Regions from separate parts of the Sus scrofa genome. Here all the other regions are linked to region 1. Evidence: chromatin contacts called from public targeted proximity ligation data. All regions are on one chromosome and are shown on one strand. The core of a region is the stretch at or near the end of the contact, and the rest is flanking DNA. Distances in the headings are between cores, read along the strand shown.

The links.
Region 2: a targeted proximity ligation map of skeletal muscle shows a contact between it and region 1, with 2.8 times the contacts expected there. A contact is called at or near these places in 1 of 47 Hi-C or Micro-C datasets (embryonic fibroblasts) and 2 of 2 datasets of targeted methods (alveolar macrophages and skeletal muscle).
Region 3: a targeted proximity ligation map of skeletal muscle shows a contact between it and region 1, with 4 times the contacts expected there. A contact is called at or near these places in 1 of 5 promoter capture datasets (fetal skeletal muscle), 5 of 47 Hi-C or Micro-C datasets (embryonic fibroblasts, fetal skeletal muscle, mesenteric adipose tissue and 1 more) and 2 of 2 datasets of targeted methods (alveolar macrophages and skeletal muscle).

The regions. Positions count from the first base shown.
Region 1 is chr5:70,122,913-70,127,593 of Sscrofa11.1, reverse strand. All of the region lies in intron 2 of MICAL3 (F-actin-methionine sulfoxide oxidase MICAL3), which reads left to right. Among named protein-coding and RNA genes, the nearest start is that of MICAL3, 7.7 kb to the left of the region's middle.
Region 2 is chr5:69,652,066-69,656,746 of Sscrofa11.1, reverse strand. All of the region lies in intron 1 of LOC100737051 (cat eye syndrome critical region protein 2), which reads right to left. Among named protein-coding and RNA genes, the nearest start is that of ADA2, 100 kb to the right of the region's middle.
Region 3 is chr5:69,798,373-69,803,053 of Sscrofa11.1, reverse strand. The region is part of intron 2 of BCL2L13 (bcl-2-like protein 13); the gene reads right to left. Among named protein-coding and RNA genes, the nearest start is that of BCL2L13, 21 kb to the right of the region's middle.

The DNA of each region.
Region 1 (4,681 bases), core at 1,179-3,678:
TGGTGCAGACCCTCCTGCAGGCATTCTCTGGGAGAAAGGGATGGAGGAAGGTGAGGTCTGCCATCATCACCCTCCTATTCTGCATCCCACTGGGAAGTGAGTTTGTTCTTTTTTTTTTTTTTTTTTTTTTCGTCTTTTTAGGGCTGCACCCAAGGCATATGGAAGGTCCAAGGCTAGGAGTCAAAGTGGAGCTGTAGATACTGGCCTGTGTCACAGCCGCAGTGACATGAGATCCGAGCTGCGTTTGAGACCTACACCACAGCTCACGGCAATGCCGGATCCTTAACCCACTGAGTGAGGCCAGGGATTGAACCTGCAGCCTCATGGATACTCGTCAGGTTCTTAATCCACTGAGCCACAATGGGAACTCCAAAAGTTTGTTCTTTGTGCATCTGGTCCAGAACTGTAGTGGGACAGTGGGAGGAGATGACAGGTAAGCACACCACACCCTTCCCTGAAGCCCTCATGGCAAAAGGCAGTGACCTGGGGAGCAGAAATGAGGGGTAAGTCCATGTTCCCCTCTCTGACAGCCCGTCCGAGGGACCCAAGAGAAGAGAGGTGGAAACGTAGGAACCATGTGTCACCACAGCAAACCTGGAACCTCAGTGTACCCTGGCGATGGTGGAAGCCACCATGCAGTCACAGCCCAGTGGGGAAATAGATGAAAGCGTCGCTTCTTCTCTCTCTAGGGCTGTCTCGGAGGACTCCATTCCCCTCTGACTTCCCTGCACAGGCCTCTGTCATTATGATTTTCCATTTTCCGTGCCTCCAAAAACGTTCTCCTGGTGTTTTACAAAACCTGATCTGATTGTTTAGTGTCTGCTCCTGTTTTAGTTACAATGATTCATACCCAGAGTAAAAATAATTCAAACAAGACCAAAAAGTACAAGAGAGTAAGAATCACCTGAGGTCCCACCATCTGTAAATGACACTCTGCCCTCTTGAGCACTGCCCTCCCTCAGAAACCAGCATGCGTGGGTAGTGAGGCATGTTTGCATGGCCTGTGACCCAAGTACGGTGTGTCACATCTACAACACAGGACTAAGTCATCCTGCTCTTACTACTGACAACCTGCATGTTTCTAGCTCTTTGCAGTAAAAAGCAGTTGACCTCCTTGATCCCACGTAACCTGAGTCCTGGAGGAGACCTCTGGGTTCGGGGTCAGGGTTGGGGGTGGGGTGGCAGGGTGTGCAGTTCTCTTCTCTCTGTGCTCAGTTCTAATCACCCCTCATAGTTAGGGTACAAACTGTCGTACTTTACAGCCTAGAAAGCGCCTCTACATCATTGTAGTTGTCACAGAGCGAGATGATGAAAAGTGAGACAAGCAGTCACAGTGTGATGCTAGCGCACTGAGAGTCGCCATGGCACATACAAAGGCCCTGACAGCCACGTTTACTGAGAAGCAGCAGCGCCAGGACCACTGCCTGCTCTCGTAGCCTCACCTTCCCCACCCTAGAGAGAATATGCCTGCAGTTCAGAGAAGCCAAGTAGACTTGATCACACGTCCACTGCAAACCCTGGAGGGATTCTGGTCTAGAAGTGCCTGACCTCACAGCCCCTGGTGAGGCACCTGACAAAACTCTGACCATTTTGTCATCTCCACTTCAGAGATGAGGAGACCAAGGTCAGAGGGTGAGTGATTTGCCCAAAGATCTAGAGCCAGGATTCTAACCATTTGATTCTGAGCCGCTGCTCCCACCACCAGGCACCTGTCCCTTTCCTCTTACAGAGCTCTTCTCTCTAGAGAAGAGGGTTCTTACTAAGATCTTTCCTGCTGCTCTGAAACCCTATCCCTTCTTCAAAGGGAGCAAAGGTCGGCAGAGAGTGAGCTCGTGGCCACACCAGGCGCAAGTCGTGGAGCTCAAAGCAGACCCAAACTATCCCTTCTTGTAACTTTCTTGTACTTTGGGGACAGGGCAGAATTGGTCTGTCTCATCCATTCCTTTCAGAGAGGAGGGAGAGAGTGCCTTTATTCTTGGGGGTATGAAACTAGAGATGATGAAACAAAATGGAATGAGATGCAGAGGAACCACTTAAATGCAGGGTGGGTGAAAGGCACATACCAGGAATTAAACGCAGCATCTTTTCTGGCGTGTAGGCAAAGGGTTGGTTTGTGAAGGCAATTAGGTGATCAAAATTAATATTTTCCTCTTTAAAGATAACAATTTTTATTTATAAAGCACTCCTTGCTGGACCGAGCTCAAAGCATTTACTGAGTGCTGGCTAATTACCCCACCCAGTAAACAATCTGGCAGGTAGGAAAAGAGAGATAATGCTCCCCATTTGCAGGTGGGTGCTACTGTGCTCAGAGCCAGCCCCCAGAGACTCAAAAATAGAAGGCGCGCCTCCCACCCACTGCTTCCACACGTCCTCCTGAGAAAGGACAGCCCCCTTGCTGGCCACCGCTCAGGAACTACAGCTCCCAGCAGACACCGGGAGGGGACGGCTGTGCTCCCCGTGCACAGTCCAGATTCCCAAATATGGAGAAGGACTGGGCTTGGGGAGAGGAACCCAGCGTTCACCCTGCAGAGAGGGAGGGAGGATGAGGTAAGTTTGGAACATTTAACTCTGTCACCTAAACGTCTGCCTGGGCTTTGAAATACAGCAGCCACAGTCATGGTCTCTAATAAATCTTTCTGGAAGCTCTCACCCTGAAATCAAGCATGTAGCTCAACAGAGCCCTGTTCTCACCCTGAGGTTGGATGTGTGCTGATGGGGGCTGCAGCCCTAGGCGGTCACACACCCTCTCTGAGTCCGACCAGTTCAGAAAGTGATGTTGGCAGCAGTGGGAAAGGAATCTGAGTGGAAAACAGCTCTTTAGCCATGGGAGCAGCACTCCAGGGGCAGGGCTGGCAGCCAGGCAGAAGGAGAGCCAGGAGGACAAGGGTTACCCTTTCTGCCACAGAGGCTGCTGAGCCCACCTGGCAGGAAAAGCATGAGAGGTCTCTCTCCTGTTCTGTCTTCACTCTGTCAACAAACATTGATGAAAGCACCTCTGCTGGAACATGTGGGCTGGACACTGTGGAGGAGATACATCGCCCGGACCAGATCTCTGTCCTCAGGACACTTATGACAAGGTGGGGGAGGGGCAGGCACTTAAGCAGTGTGTTATTAATGCTTTCCATCAAGCGCTGTCACCCGGCTGCTGCCATGTGCCAGGCACTTGGACTCTGATGGGGAGGAAGCTCCTTCTCAGGTAGATTGACGTTCTGGTTGCCCTGGGTATCTGGGGTTGCGTCCTCCAAGCAGAGGGAACAGCAGGTGCAGGGCTGGGAGGTGGACGTGAAAGTAGTGAGTTGAGCACAGGCGGGGGGCCAAAGGGGCCAGAGGAGGGCAGGAGAGGAGGAAGCTAGTCACAGAACCAGGCCCGGAGGGGTCACGCAGAGCCGGCTAAGGATGAGAAGCCAGCATTTCATTCCAGTCCCAACCAAAGCACTGTTGTTGGGCGGTGGTTTGATGTCATGTGCTGTAAAGTGCTGGACGAGGGCAACAGACTCTAAAGGAATTTGGGAAGGAGAGGAGCGATGCCCCTGAGCTGGCTGCACAGGGGAGGCTCCCCAGCAGAATGGGAGGCTGAGCATCCGTCGTCGAACAGGAGCAAGGACGACACCTGGCATGCCCAGATCATTAACCTGCCGCAGGTGTGGTCCCACGGGGGCAGCGGGTGGGAGGCTGGAGCAGGGAAGGTCCTGGAGCTCAGTAATGGGGATGCTGTTCACAGGCTCCAGTGTCCAGTCAAGAACCTAGTCTTCTCCAGGGGCCAACATTTTCCTCTTAAAAGACTTGCTACTCTGAAGGCTTTGAGTTCCGTGTTGAAATCCGGGTGACTCCCAAGGGCCCCCTTTACATCGTGTCATATGTGAAAGGTGCACAGGTGAAGGGTGCCCTCAGGATGCCCACAATGAGGTGCTGGCCCGAATTCTGGAGGACAGAGCACCAGCTTTCTATCAGGGGGCATGGAGTGCTTAGCGCCTCCTTCACTGGGAAGACCGAAGCCCCTGGAGCTGGCAGCAGAGGAGAAAGGGTTGAGGAGAGTCGTGGGGTGGAAGAGAGAGTGGAAACGAGAGGGGCTGAAAGAGGAGGCTGTGAAAGAAGCACTGAATCTGGGTCCTCCAGGTGGCTAGTGGAAGGGAGGAGTACGAGATCAGGAGGAGGAGCCCCAAGGGGCTGGGATCCCTCTCCGCGGGTGCCTGTCACGGTGCTGTGGTCTGCGGCTAGCAGCCCAATCAAGCCATGCTCTGGGGGATCATGAAGACCCTGCCCCTGAGACAGACAGTCAGCCTGATGACCAGTTACTGGACAGCAGGATAAGCTGTTGTCTGCACTCAGTACCTCCCCAGGGGCCTCATCCTGACCGTTCCTTTTCCACCTGGATTCAGGGGAACTGTGGTGCTGTCCCAACAGGTCAAAGCAGACTAAACTCAAAAGCAAACAACATTTCCAGCCATGCCCTCCTCTCCCCCAATCCCCAGTAGACAAAGAGAGCTCGCCTGAGTGGGGACAGCAGGATGTCGTGCACGCAGTGCAGTTCCCCAGGTGTTTGGGAGTGGGGTGTCATTTTAAAATCTTGGTAATAGGAAGCAGCAGTAAGTCAGCCCCTGGGCTGTCATACCGAGGTGCCACAGCCCCTCGGACGTGGGAGCCCCCTGCCCAGATTCTGCAGTGTTACCTCCCCTCCCCT
Region 2 (4,681 bases), core at 1,382-3,881, 470 kb after region 1:
GGTCAATCGGAGCTACTACTTCCGGCCTACACCACAGCCATAGCAACACAGGATCTGAGCCACATCTGCGACCTACACCACAGCGCACAGCAATGCCAGATCTTTAACCCACTGAGCAAAAGAGGCCAGGGATTGATTGAACACGCAACCTCATGGTTCCTAGTCAGATTTGTTTCCACTGTGCCACGACAGGAACTCTGGCTACCACACATTTTTAAAGTTGTCTGCATATACATAAATAGACCTACCCAGGCTCAAAATAACTAATGATAATCATTTCATTTTCTTTTTTCTTTTTTCAATTTTCTTTTTGCCTTTTCTAGGGCCGCACCTGCGACATGTGGAGGTTCCCAGACTAGGGGTCTAATCAGAGCTGTAGCCACCAGCCTACGCCACAGCCACAGCAACATGGGATCCGAACCGCGTCTGCTACCTACACCACAGCTCACGGCAATGCCAGATCCTTAACCCACTGAGCAAGGCCAGGGACCGAACCCGCAACCTCATGGTTCCTAGTCAGATTCGTTAACCACTGCGCCATGCCATGACGGGAACTCCTTACTTCAATGTTCTAAAGTTTTTACACTCAACTTTTTTTTTTTTTGTGAGGAAAGGTACTGTTTTTTTAAATTTTGACATTTACTTAAGTTTTCTTTTTGAGAAAAAAAATAAAATTGGAACCAGAGTACCAATGTCCTGGATTTTACTAGATAAGTAGAAAAGAACCACCCAGTCCAAGTCTTCAATTCTGTGTATCCTGTCTCTATACTGAACAATCTATCTAGTGTGACAATTACTTTCAGCAAAACCCAGCTTTTACATCCCATGTCCATTACATCACATTCTTGTACTCAGGGGAGGCCCAGATGGTCTTTCACACTGGATCAGACAGCAGGAACTGATGGACTCGCTCCAAAGTGCTGAGCCACCATCTGTAGCCTTCTGTTAATCCTCCCTGTCTCATCTGTCCCATCCCCAGTCCTTTTTATATACCCATTGCACAAGTGAACAAGATGTGCCCTCCAGGTGTCTCTTTCCATAAGGCAGGTAGAACTATAATATTAATTCTCAAAGCAATGCCTTCACATTATTCTATTAGTCCAAAAACATTACCATGCTTTGTGTTAAAAGCTATGGAAGGTACTGAAAGAGTACAATACATGGTCCCTGATTATAAAGAACTGAAGAGTCCAAATAACAAAACAGAACCCATGAACACAAAACAATGAGGAAATGATTCAGTATTTCTGCTAGGCTTGGATCTCGTTTCCAATCCCAATCGTGCCGACTGCCTTACTGTCTGATCTTGGGACCTACTTTTAAGTCCTCATCTGTATAGCTAAACCTAGATTATCCTAACATCCTTTACAGCTCTTCCACAGTTCTAGAAACAACCAACCAGGAAAAGGAAAGATAAATGTGGGCTTCTAGAATGTGTTACAAATTTCCTATGAGAAGACAACTGAGATCAAAAACCAAGTCAATCTGGCAAGGGAAACAATTTCCCATCTTATTACACAAGCAGAGGGATCTGAAAGCAAATGAAAGAAAAGCGTATTTTCCTCCATTAAAGAAACCCTGCAAGAGGCTTATTACGGAAACAAATCTGTTGTCAGTAAAGGAGAGTGGTGACAGAAAAATAAAAATGTTTGAAGGAACATTTACTGAGTGTCTACCCATTCTGTGTGAAGTAGCTCTTTATTAGGCACAATTAAGAATACAAACACAAATTAAACACAGTCCCTGGTTTGAGAAGTTTATTTCATTCCTTCATTCAACAAGTATTTACTGAACATCTACTATATACACAGATATAGGACATATTCCAGGTACTAAGGGTTCAAGAATAAATAGGATAGACAGGAAACTCGCAGTCTTAAGGAGTAAAGAGATAGTAAAGTAAAATATAAAAATGTAACTGCAGCAAAAGAAAACTGAAAAGAGTAGTATGACAGTGACAGGAAAAGAGGCAGGGCTACTCTAAACTGGGTGACCATGAACAGCAGAATGTGTAATGGGGAATCACTGTATTCCTCTCTCTACAATATTCACTTTAAATTTCTAGAACAAGCCACAGATTAGATAGGATGATCAGCGAAGGTTTCATGAAGTGACATCTGAGCTGAGATTTGAAAACCAGTAACAAGGTATGTTGCCCTATGCCTTTCAGATAGAGAGAACAGCTGGTGCAAAGGCCTTGAGGAGTTTGGAGTCTTTATGAGAAAAAAAAAAAAAAAAAAAAAAGGCGAGAGTCTGGGAGAGAATGGTACAGGCCAGGCTATGAAAGCAGAAAAGATTCTGTGGGGACCCTACTACACAATGGTAAGGAATTCAGGACTTATTCTAAATGCAAGCAGCAGCCTTTGGAGAGTTTGAAGCAGGCCTAAGAATATAAGAATATACTTGCACTTGGTTTGGGATTTTTCTTTTAATTACAAAGTAATAGAAGTTAGGTGCTAAATTAGGTAACCCCAAATACATTTATGTTTAGTAGCGGGATGAATTTACCTCCTTAATTACTTTTTTGGCGGGTCTTTTTAGAGCTGCACCTGCAGCATTTGGAAGTACCCAGGCTAGGGGTCCAATCGGAGCTGTAGCTGCCAGCCTATGCCACAGTCACAGCTAGTCACGGGCTTAGGTCAGATAAATGATTTGCCCCAATCACTGACAGTAGAAAAGAACAGGGGACCCAGATGCCACATCTGCTCTCCTGACTTCTGTCCAGTCTTATTTTCCTAAGCACCACAAAAGAGCCAACATAAAAACAACGTGGAATCCACAGAGGCAGAAGCAGACAAGCTGCCAGAGCTGGGGCAGGGGTGGAGAGTGCTGTCAGAAGGGTTAGGAAAACGTCTTGGAACAGAGACGGCGGTTGCGCAACGTGCTGAATTTACTGAATGACCTGTAGTGGACACTTTAAAATGATGAATGGTTAACTTTGCGTTATGTGAATTTTACCTTGATTTTTTAAAAATGAAGTTGAAAAGAACGAGAAATAACAGTTGATGATGAAATAAAGCAGCGTTTTGGAGATTCCTGTTCTAATCAAAACTCAAGATAAAATGAATGCAGACCAGGGTTTCTGAAGCCCAGCAGTACTGACATTTTGAGCTAGAGGACTGCTTTGTTCTGGGGACTGAAGGATATCTAGCCTCTACCCACTGGATACTAGGAGCCCCCCTCCCAAGTTGTGGCAACCAAAAATGTCTCCAGACACTGCTGAAGACCTCTAGGGGCATGCCATGCCTGCTGAGAACAGCAAGAACCGACTTTTCTGCATCTTCATTTCCTCAGCCACCAGGTACTCGTCATCTTATCCAAGGTCCCTTTCAATCCTGAAATTCAAGTCCACAGTTTATTCACCGCCTGTGATTTATAATCCAGTACAGCCTTCTCTTTCATCACCCTTACTCTGTGTCTCACAAGGTTGTTGCATGGATATGACAAAATAACCAAGGAATTGCTTGTACAGGGAAACCTCCTCAAAGACAGAAAAATGGCCATCCAAAAGAAGTGTTGGTACAGAAGCTTTTCCATTAAGACTTAAAAAAAAAAAAAAAAAACGGTTAATGGAAGAATATTCAAGTTTTCAGAGGACTATAGTTTCAGAACTGGTATTATTTTTTGGTGTTTTTGCTTTTTTGGGCCATGCTTGTAGCCTGTAGGAGCTCCTGGGCCAGGGACTGAACCTGTACCACAAGCTGTAACCAGAACCACAACAGTGGCAATGCCAGATCCTTAACCCAATTAGCCACCGGAGAACTATTTTTTGTTTTATTTGTATTTAATAAGCTTCTTGAATAAGGTTCTTCTCTTGAAAGTGACTGAAACATCTTTATCTCAGAGTTTTCAAAAGATTTTAGGCTCCTTTATTTTCATTTAAGATTATTCCAGGCATACTGGGCAATAAAGAGTTAAAGTAATTAGTTCTGTGTGTCCTCTAAGACTTACAAGCAACTTCACTTAATGACTAAGTAGCCAATCAGGTAATCCCTGGCTGGTTAGTGTGCTAATGAAATGAGGTCTTTCAGTTGAGAGCTGTCATCCCAATCCGGAGATTGCTCCTCAGCTAGAAAAGATGGCAGGACTTCCAAGGACCCACACTATGAATCTGGGGAAAGAGAAATGGATCCACTTCATATTTCACCCTTTTGTACTCAAAGATACAAAAGTTCCTGAACTGACATTTATAGAACACTCCAGCCAACAAAAGCTGAACACACATTCTTTTCATGTACACATGGAACAGTTAGCTCAGAAAGACTACCTGTGGTCCACAAAACAAGTTTCAATAAATTTTAAAGGATGCAAGCCATATAAAGCATGCTGTCTACAGCAGAAATTGACAGAACACTGTAAATCAACTATAATTAAAAAAAATTTTTTTTAAATAAAAAAAATAAAACTATAGGATTCAAAATGGGAGGAGAAAAAAAAAATGTATCTTGGAGTTCCTGTCATGGCTCAGCAGTAACAAATCTGACTAGTATCCATGAAGACGTGGGTTCAATCCCTGGCCTTGCTCAGTGTGTTAAGGATTTGGCGTTGCCACGAGCTGTGGTGTAGGTCACAGATGGGACTCAGATCCCACGACATTGCTGTGGCTATGGTGTAGGCCAGCAGTTGCAGCTCGGATTGGATCCCTATCCTAGGAACCTCCATATGCTGCACGTGCAGTCCT
Region 3 (4,681 bases), core at 1,409-3,908, 320 kb after region 1:
TTAGTAAGTATTCAAGTTAGACTTGACAAATACTGCTCTAGACAACCCAAATAATTACAATCATTCTATCTACTGAACAGTACAGACTACATGGTTCACTTATTCATTCAATAACAAAAACTAATACCCCAAATGATACCATACTGGACCAGTAAGTAAGAAACCACACACGCACACACACAAAATTTTTTTTTCCGGGCCACACCCAAGGCATGGCAGTTCCCAGGCTAGGGGTCAAATTAGAGCTATAGCTGCCAGCCTACACCACAGCCACAGCAACTCAGAATCCAAGTCACATCTTCAACCTACACCACAGTTCATGGCAACGCCAGATCCCCAACCCACTGAGCAAGGCCACAGATCGAACTTGCATCCTCATGGATACTAGTCAAGATTAGTTTCCACTGTGCCACAACAGGAACTCTCAGATTTTTAAAAAACAGACAAATTCCAAAATAATCACAAAGGTAGTTTTCAGGATCTAGTGTTACCACATTCCCCAGTTATCCTGCAGATTAGGGGACAGTTCGAGCAAGGACAGATTTGAAAGAGAAAAATGCAAAGAAAATCCAAAGAAGACCCACTCAAAGTCTGGGTTCATAGTGCTCAGGATCAAACATGTCCTGTTTCTGACAGAAAGAGAAAAAAAAGAAACAGTACACATCCTCAGAAAGAAAGAATTGTGAGCCACAATTTGGGATTGGGTTAGGTCAATCTGTCTTGAAAAGCTGATTTGAGATGATTATACTCCCCAAACTCATCTACAGATTCAATGTAATCCCTATCAGAATTCCAGTTGTCTTTCCAGAAATGGACAAGACAAGCTTAAAACACATACAGAACTGCAAGAGACACAAAAGTCAAAGCAACTTTTAAAAATAATAAGGTTGAGGCACAGGGAGCTATTATCTCACTTGTGATGAAATGTGATGGAGGATAATTTGAAAAAAGAATACACATATATATATACATCTATATATTATGTAATTGGATCACTTTGCTGTACAGCAGAAATTGACAGAACATCATAAATCAACTATAATAAAAAATAAATAAATAAATAAGGGGAGTTCGCATCATGGCTCAGCAATAATGAACCCAACCAGGATCCATGAGGATGCAGGTTCAATCCCTGGCCTCGCTCAGTGGGTTAAGTATCCAGCATTGCCAGCATTGCTGTGAGCTGTGGTGTCGGTCGCAGACATGGCTTGGTTCTGGCATTGCTGTGGCTGTGGTGTAGGCTGGCAGCTACAGCTCCAATGCAACCCCTAATCTGGGAACTTCCACACGTCACATTTGGGGCCTTAAAATGACAAAAGAAAAAAAAAAAAAAAAAAAAGAGTACAGTTGAAGTTTTCGTATTTCACAATTTCAAAATTTATTACAGGAGTTCCTGTTGTGGCTCAGCAGATTATGAACCTGACACAGTCCATGGGATGAAGGTTCCATCCCTGATCTCACTCAGTAGGTTAAGGATCCGGTGTTGCCCAAAGCTGTGGTGCAGGTTGCAGATGAGGCTTGCATGTGGCATTGCTGTGGCTGTGGTGAAGGCCTCAGTTGCAGCTCCAATTCAACCCCTAGCCCAGGAACTTCCACATGCCCCAGATGTGGCCAAAAAAACCTCCCAAAAAACACAGAAAACAAGTGTTGATGAGGGTGTATAGAAACTGGAACCCCTGTGCATTGCTCATAGAAATGTCAAGTGATGCAGCTACTGTGGAAGAAAGTATGGCATGTCCTCAAAAAAATTAAACACAGAATGACCCAGCAATTCTACACCTGGGTTTGTGCCCTAAAGAACTGAAAGCAGAAGCTCAAGCAGATTATTTGTACGAATGTTTACAACAGCATTATTCACAACAGCCAAAAGGTAGAAAGAATCCAATGTCCATCAGCAGATGAATGGAAAAACTAAATGTGCCTTACGCATACAATGGAGTATGATTCAGCCTTAAAAAGGAATAAAACTCTGAAACATGCTACAGCACGGATGAACCTTAAAGACATTATGCTAAGCAAAATAAACCAGACAAAAAAGAACAAATGTTATGATTCCACTCAAATGAGATTCATATAGACAGAAAGTAGAACAGTGTTTGCCTAGGGAGGAAGGGAAGAATGGGAGGTTAGTGTTTTAATGACTGAATCAACAACAAGCCAGCATCACAGTGACATGTATTTAATAGCCACATTACTAATTAATAGACATAAACTTACTCTCCTTCCTAACCTAAGAAATGTCTTATTATTAAAGCCCTATTAATGACTACATCAAGGTGTTCTACATTAATATATGCAAAGTTTTTTGTGGGTTTTTTTTTTTTTTTTTGGGCTACTCCCACAGCACTCAGAAGTTCCTAGGTAAGGGATCAAACCTGCACCATAGCAGCCACCCAAGTCACAGCAGTGACAAAGCTGAATCTTTAGCCTGCTTGGCCACACAGGAACCCCAATACATGCAAAGTTGAACACCACAAGCTATTATTTGGTATCACATATGCAAGCCAGGAGGACTTCTACAAGTCACAGTATATAATCTTGAACATATTCAGCACAAACTAACACAGTCTTGGAAGAGTTGACAACTTCTGGAATAGTATAGAGTTAACTATTTATGGAAGAGCATGTACCAAGCACATGACTCATTCAGGAAAATATGAAAGACATTTAATGTGACAAGAATCTTGAGTCACGAATAGAGTTACCTCCTTTAGCCTCTTCTTCTCACACCTATTGCTTCATGAACTTGAAACCAAACCCTATCCACTTTACAGCAATGAATGCTATGGCAGATCCTATTTATAATGCATGGCAAAGAAGTGAGTTCTACATCACATTTTCATTTTAGATAGCAAATAGGATAGCAAAGCAGCAGACACAGCAATTAGAACCTAATTTTTCCCTCTAAGAAGTTAGCATACATATGTTTGTATTTAAGTATAAATACTCTGTACTTATGCTTAAGAAAACAATATAAAGAAATTTCAAAAACAAAATGAAATACAAACATCAAAGCAGGTAAACTCCTCAGGTCCTATAACATTCAGATAGGAAAAAATTGACCTATATAGATTTATGTAATTACTTAAAGGTCCTTACAAATTTAGTAAATCCCAGGAGTTGAAAAAGCTTGGTTTTTGTGGAGCGTGGAGTTTGTTACAGTTAAGACCATAAATAAATAGCTGGGGGGGAGTTCCCGTTGTGGCACACTGGTTAACGAATCTGACTAGGAACCATGAGGCTGCGGGTTCAGTACCTGGCCTTGCTCAGTGGGTTAAGGATCTGGTGTTGCTGTGAGCTGTGGTATAGGTTGCAGACGCAGCTCAGATCCTGCGTTGCTGTGGCTCTGGCATAGGCCAGTGGCTACAGCTTTCATTCAACCCCTAGTCTGGGAACCTCCATATGCTACAGGAGCAGCCTTAGAAAATACAAAAAAAAAAAAAGCTGGAATTTAACTTGATGGGAAATTATGCATTTTAGGATGAGCCACTCATCCCATCTTGCCCAGGATTTTCCCAGTTTTACAGAAGCCTCGACAAACTGGACAGCTGGTCACTCTAATATGTATACAGGCGAGATATGTTAATTAGGACAGTCTAGTCTATACTGCAGTAATAAAGCCAGGAATTTCAGCAACTTAATCCAAAAGCCAATCTCTTGCTTGTGTTCCATCTTTGACCTGGGGAACTGGAGGCAAGGAAACCACATCACAGTTTCTTAGCAACCCTGCCTGATGGTGGTCCTTAGGAGCAAATATCTCCCCTTAAATCCACACACACCACTGGAGGATTTAAAGTAGCTCACTTCGTGGTTTTTCATTCATGCAACTAATCCAACATGTAGTCCTAATCATTCACAAAAATCTTTCTGTTTTTACTCAAATATGTTCAAAATATTTCTCCTCCACTATTAGAGAGAAGCTAAGTGTTATCATAGAAACAGCATGGCAATTCAAACACCTAGAAAACACTCTCTGGCCCTTCCATCTTGCATGGCCCCGGGGCAACTTCCAAACCCTCTCAGGTTCAGTGCCCTCAACTCCCCAACAGCCAAACAGCGTATGAAGGGCGAGTGGCGCATAGGAAGTGCCCAAGAATCCGGTAGCCCACTGCTAATCTTGTCTGGAATTCCATCCAGTGAAAATTTAGAGAGTACTCCGTATTAATCTAATATTATTTGCAATGTTCACAATTATTTAACTCACAATAACCGAGGGTGGTTGGTCACTATTATTCCTCCATTGTAAAACATATCCACATTGGGAAGAGCAAAGTGACTCAAAAGCAGTAGGCTCTCCAGAGTCAAATACTCCAAAACAGATTAGGCTGGCATGTGTCTAAGCAGTACTGGCTTGTTACTGAAAGAGTATAGATGATCTCTGAAACATTTAATGACACAAAAGTATCAGCTGTCATTAAAAAAAAAAAAAAAAAATCCATACACACACCACAAGGCAAAGGAAAAAGAATGAGAAGGCATACTAGCTCTTAAATGCCACAGGCTTAGAAGTGACACAAATCACATGCACTCACATTTCACTGGCTAGTACCAGTCAAATGGTTCTGCCTAAACACCATTTCCCATAGTCCAGAAAGGAGAGAAGAACAAATGTGGGGAAGGAGCAGGAATCACTGTCACAGGAGCCTACTATTCCAGAGCAACTCAGGCACAGTAGGTTAAG